2 separate regions of the Zea mays genome follow, and region 1 is linked to region 2. A link is a contact called in public Hi-C data. All regions are on one chromosome and are shown on one strand. The core of a region is the stretch at or near the end of the contact, and the rest is flanking DNA. Distances in the headings are between cores, read along the strand shown. Region 1 holds the start of LOC100272719. Region 2 holds the start of LOC100193479 (Cyclin-T1-3).

What was found. A called contact is a pair of places that touch in the nucleus more often than the background predicts.
Region 1: a contact with region 2 is called in a Hi-C map of ear, with 1.7 times the contacts expected there. The contact joins the promoter of LOC100272719 here to the promoter of LOC100193479 in region 2. A contact is called at or near these places in 2 of 25 Hi-C or Micro-C datasets (bundle sheath and ear).

What each region holds. Positions count from the first base shown.
Region 1 is chr5:193,851,043-193,854,000 of Zm-B73-REFERENCE-NAM-5.0, reverse strand. It overlaps LOC100272719, which reads right to left and starts at 1,465. Exons shown (of 4, transcript NM_001147172.1): 1 at 1,352-1,465; 2 at 1,093-1,208.
Region 2 is chr5:193,383,069-193,385,895 of Zm-B73-REFERENCE-NAM-5.0, reverse strand. LOC100193479 (Cyclin-T1-3) reads left to right here and starts at 1,460. Exons shown (of 7, transcript NM_001138594.2): 1 at 1,460-1,661.

The DNA of each region.
Region 1 (2,958 bases), core at 216-2,715, 470 kb before region 2:
AGGTAAGAAGCAGCAAGAGGGCATAGGGCAGAGGGAAAGGGAAAGGGGCGGCGCTGTTTCGGGGTGGCAACGCCGAATCGAGAGCGGCGGAGGCCAAATCCAGGGCGGCGGAGGCTGAATCGTTGGCGGCAGCGTCCAAATCGTCGGCGGCGGCGGCGAATCTGAGGCGGCGACGGCGAATCTGAGGCGGCGGCGGCTCAATCGAGGGCAGCGGCAGCTGAATGGTGGGGGAGAGAGGCAACCTAGGGTTGCCAGAGGAAGGATTATATGGGCTGGCTGGTGGGCTGGGCCTCCTACCCCTTCCTTCTCCTTTTTTCTTTTTCTTTTTTCTTTCTCTTCCTCCTCCATGAGGCTGTTTTGCTGATTCTCGGGTTGATAAGGCGTCGCCTTGCTCGCCTTAGGCATCGCCTAGGCGTCTAGGCGGTGGTCCGGCACCTTATCTCGCCTTACCGCCTTAAGAACCATGCCCTCCGCCTTTGACCGATGAGGACGGCGAGATCGCGTCCCGTTCCAGCAAAATCTCCTCTCCACCACGCGGTGCTTCCTTCTTTTCCGAAATAAAAAAACTCACAGCGAATGGTAGTTGGGGGAGTCCAACCGAGAGTCCGAGACGAACCAGCGTGGGCGGAGAAAATTGGAATTCTGCCATTATAAAACTTATTAGGATTCGCTCAAATGCCATTACGAGAACAAGCTTTGTCAATACGCCATTCTCAAACACTGACTTATACAAAATGCCATTTAGGGTTTATTTGAAAGATCAACGTCTTTTACTGTGCTGTCAGCAGTTGATCGGACAGGTTTACCCCCAACCAAAAAGGTCAGCAGCAGCACTGACTCCCCTACCCGCCCCACAAACCAAGGCTCTCCGCAGTCTGCACGGCGACGGTGGTGCAAGGGCGGCGGGCGCGCCGGGACGACGACGACGACCACGCCGCCATGACCACCACGGCCACCCGCCATCTGTCCATTGAAGCAATCAAAATCAGAACGGAAGAGCACACGTAATCACTTCCTCCCAGCGTAAATCTCAAATCAAAACAAAGCTCCGAAGAAAATAAGAACAAAGAAGAGGTCTTTCTCCCTCCTCACCTCCGTAAGCGTAGAGCGCAGGCATGTCTTCGAATTTCCCAAGACCGAAGGAACCCCTTCCCCTCCCAATCGAATCAAGACCAGAAGAACGAACAGGAGCACGGTCACCGCCGGATCTGGACCGCCGGAGAGGACCGGAAGCATTTACAGCCCGCCGAAGCAAGAAAAACAGGACCCTATCGCCGCCGGCGACAGGGGAAAAAAAGAAAGCGAAGGAAGGAGAAGGGGAACCTCTGTGGGGATAGTGGAGGAGACCGACCTGGGAGGAAAATAAAACGGCGAAGAGAAGGGAGCCGACCAACGCCGGTGAAGCTCGCCGTCGGTTTTGGCCCGCCAAGGGGAGATCTCGCCGTGGTGCTGCTGGTAACCTTTCTGTTCGTCCAGAGAGGAGATACGACTATACGAGCGAGCTCAGGAGACAGAGGATAAGAAAAGGAGAGAAGAGAATGGCGATTTTGTCCGATCAACTGCTAACAGCATAGTAAAAAATATTGATCTTTCAAATAACCCCTAAATAGTATTTTGTCTGTAAGCCAGTGTTTAAGAATGACGTATTAACGAAGCGTGTTACTATAATGGCATTTGTGCGAATCCTAAGTTTTATAATGGCATAATTCCAATTTTCTCGCGTGGGCAAGAAGGGAGAACTGATAAGGTAAGCCAGAGCTAAAGGTCCTTTGTCCGAGTCGGTTAGATGGTCTCAGTATCACGGGAAAATATCCTATGCAATCACTTATCCTGGTACAAGCATGCAATCAAGCGATCTGGTGCATCCGATCTAGATCTAATGGTAACTGTTATTTTACATTTAACCCCTTCCACCTGAAACCTAGTGTCTATTTTACATTTAACCACTTCCATATGAAACCGTTGGATCTAGACTGGATGCTCTGGATAGTTTGATTGCACGCTTGCACTAAAATGAGTGATTGCACAGGATACGTCCTCCAGTATCACTCCTCAAGTCTTGAGTTTATTCTCCGTGGGAGCGAATTTCAACCTGTGATTAAAAAAAATCTTCTTGTCTGTTCTATAGGTTGTCTTACCCGTAGGTCGAGTTTTTTTATAAGGTAGGCCAAAGCGGTTGAAGGTGCACACCGATTGTGAGCGGTGAGGGTGGCCGGTTTGACCGGTGGAGACGCGGGAGACAGGTGGGGCCCAAGAGCGCAGGATGGAAGGAGAGAGGCTACGTGTGTTGGCGTGCAGGCGGTGACCGGTGGGCGACGGCGACCATGATGTGGAGTAGAGATATCGAGTAGATACCGAGAATTTTCCATGTAGGGCTAGTTTGGAAACCACAAAATTGAAAGAACTTGGAGGGGTTAAAATTATCTTTTTATTCAATTTTAAATAAGAAGATTCTAGCCCATTCAATTCCCTTTGATTTTCTCGCTCCCAAACTATCCCTTAGGGTTAGAGTATGGGACAAGAATTGTCCCCATAGGTATAAATAGGAAACAAAATTCTCACTCATTGGATAAGCGGATATGGATTTAGGAAGCAATCATCCGAACCGGCTTAGCCATGGGTAATATTCACCCGATAAAATTAGGTGTGCGGTCTAATAGGTAATAAGCGCCACAACAAACCCAACCTCTTCCAATATTTTTAAGCATCCATTCACTCAACCTAGGCAACCAGCCACCGGCCGTTTCGGGCACCAGTCCGTGTGTCACTTTGTGTTTTGCTTTTTTATGGTTAAACAATGTTTTTTCGTGTTACTTGCCAGATTTATTAGTGATGTATTGTTGTTGATTGTCGTGCGACTGTTAATGTCATATCTCTATCTCTACTATTATAAAGCACAACTTTCGTGCACGCCCCTTCCCCATCATCGCCACGGACCCGCGCGTGATCTCCACCCGC
Region 2 (2,827 bases), core at 211-2,710:
GCATACCATTAAACTTTTCTGGCTTCAGCGCGTCGGCAAAAGCAGCCATAGAAAAACTAGGAAATTGTCTACAATAAGGTTTTTGGAATGTTGAATAATTAGACAAATTCCAAATTAAATTCCGAATATAAATCATGACCAAATCAGAAGAACTGAAATAAAAGCCAAATCAGATGATGCGTACTGATTAGACTTACTGATTGTTGGCGCGCGCCAGGATCAGATGGGTTGACGAGGTCAGCAGATCACGAGCAGTCGCGTGAAGACGCTTCCCAAAAACCTTATTCGCCCTCTCCCGGTGCAGGATCTAGAAGACGAAGGGTTCCGGAGACCTGCTCTCCTGATCGCAGATGCACCTCTGCGGTCGGGACGAAGGGAACTAAAAGGCGGCTCAGCTATGAAGAGAGGCGAAAGCGAACTGGGATCTGGGATGATTTGGAGGCTGGCTGCCGGGCTCCTTTTATAGGGCCGAGTCCGCGACCCCAGTGCTTATCCGCCCACGAAAATCTCGCAATCAGTTGAGATTTTATAGGGATCGGTTAGGATAAGCGTAACAGCCAAGAAACCAAAAAATCAAACGGCAAAAGGTAGCCGCGCCCCCGCAAGGCGAGGGGCCGGATTTCGGCGGACCATTCACGCGCATGTCGTGCGCCCGCGCCCTTCGCCCCGCCCCGCCCCGCCCCGGCGAGGCGAGCGAGCGCGCGCGCGTGTGGCTCTCCACACTCTCTCCTCTCATCCATGACTTGGTGAGTGAGTGTGGCTTCCATATTTAAGTTAGCTCTACTCCACAAGAGCTAGCAATATGGTGCTATTGGTTCCACCTATCCCTTTGCCATCCACTTATATGGGCTTTTGAGATTTTCCTGGGATTTATTTGAATAACTTAATTGGGCCAAGCCCATAAATCCTAACACAATCAAGTAAAGATGACTTTTTTTCTCTTCTCATCTCTCAAACTTGGTTTTAGTTTCCACTAACTTTATTCCTAAACCACGTTTATGTGTTTTAAAGTTATTTTATAGGATTACCTATTCACCGTCCTCTAGTTACTTTCAGATTCACATATCTCTTCTTCCTTTACACGCCACCTTGAACATCGACCACCTCTATTCTCTCGATTTAGAGGGACCATGGGAGATGACATTTAAGATTATATTAATCTCTTTAGAGATGATCTCGCATTGTCTCTCAACTAACCAAAAAACATACTTGTCTATTCTATTATATATATTGTACTCTTAGTCAAACACATTGAATCGGTCTATTTCTGGATCCATAGCAACCATTAGATTAGACATTCCCATAAGTTTTGATTTAGAAAAAACTCTGACGCAACATGAAAACCGGACTCAATTCGAGACACTGTACTCGAGTACTTTGGAAAAAAAAATTGACTGACGTCCGATAGACTTGGGTAGTTGGGCTTCAGAAAATATCGCGGTTTTCTTGCCGACCTGGCAACTGATCAGGTAGACCGTAGTCTAAAGTCTAAACCATCTACCCTGCGGCCTTGCTTCTGTTCTCTCGCGTCGTTCTCCCGTGCTCCCCGCGTGCGCTCTATCTGTTTCTGGTGGCGACGACTTGGCGGTCGCCGGCTCGCCGCCGCCGCCGTGCACAGTCCTTTATTTTGGGGACCTTCACCGGCGACGAGCACCCACCAGGTACGCCCACCCCTTTTCTTCCTTTCCTGCTGTGCGAAACCGAGCTCCCAAACCCAAGCTATTTCTATTTGGATCTGATCTGATTCATTTAAAGTGTGGTACACATGTATTATGCCTGCAAACTTCGATTTTTTTCGTCTTTTTGCAAAAATATCGGTTCTACATGTACACCCATGGCCTTAGCTGGGTCCGCCCCTGGTGTCAAGATTGCTAAATTTTTATTTCTGTATATAGGGTGCATACCCCAACAGGGTGAATTTGGTGGAATTTAGGCTGCTGTTTGTTGTATTTAAATAATTGCAAGTTTTGTCTTCTCAAAGCTTGTATATGTATTACTCCACCTTGTTGCTCAGCATAAGCTCTATCTTGTGCCTGCGGAATCAGCCTGTTTTACCTACCTGAAAATCATCGTAGTAACTTCCTCATGTGAGGAACTGAGGATGATGCGAGCTGAGCTTAAAGTCAAACTATTGCTATTCAACTAAAAGAGCAGGACTAGAAGGGTGCTTGACAGTGTTTGTATTGCATCTTATAATGATGCCTTAAATAGATTCGTGTTCAAATTGCTACAAGAGTCATGAGTTTTGACTTACCTTTAGGGCTTGTTTGGAAACGCAGCAATCCCCTTCAATCCATATGTTTTGGAAGGGGTTGATGTGGAAAATTAGTTCATTTTCCACTCCAATCCATATGAGGGCTTGTTCGTTTCGCCGTTAATCCATGTGGATTAGGTGGTATTGAGTCGGTTTAAATCCATAGCAAGTCAAAATTCATCCCAATCCATCCCAATACACACCAATCCACATGGAATTGAAATAACCGAACAAGGCCTGAATTGGGAGGGATTTAGTTTATCCAGACAGTGCCTTAGTAAATCAGAAATATATCTATTCGTCTTGTTTCTCAAACTATTTTTTCTTTACTGTCCCTGAAAAGCTTTAAACAGTATGTTCTGTTTACTGAACCATGAGTGGAGGGCATGCATGGGCTTGCAGAATGTGCTTAGTATTTCCGACCTCGAACATAGATTGTTGTGTGTCTGAAATACCCAGGCTAGGCTGCAAGCTTTGTTTTCAAGATAGTTCCATGAGAATTACCTAACTGGTGACACCATTTTGTGAAGCAGAATGTTCTATTAGTAACCATTCACTTCAACAATATTCCAT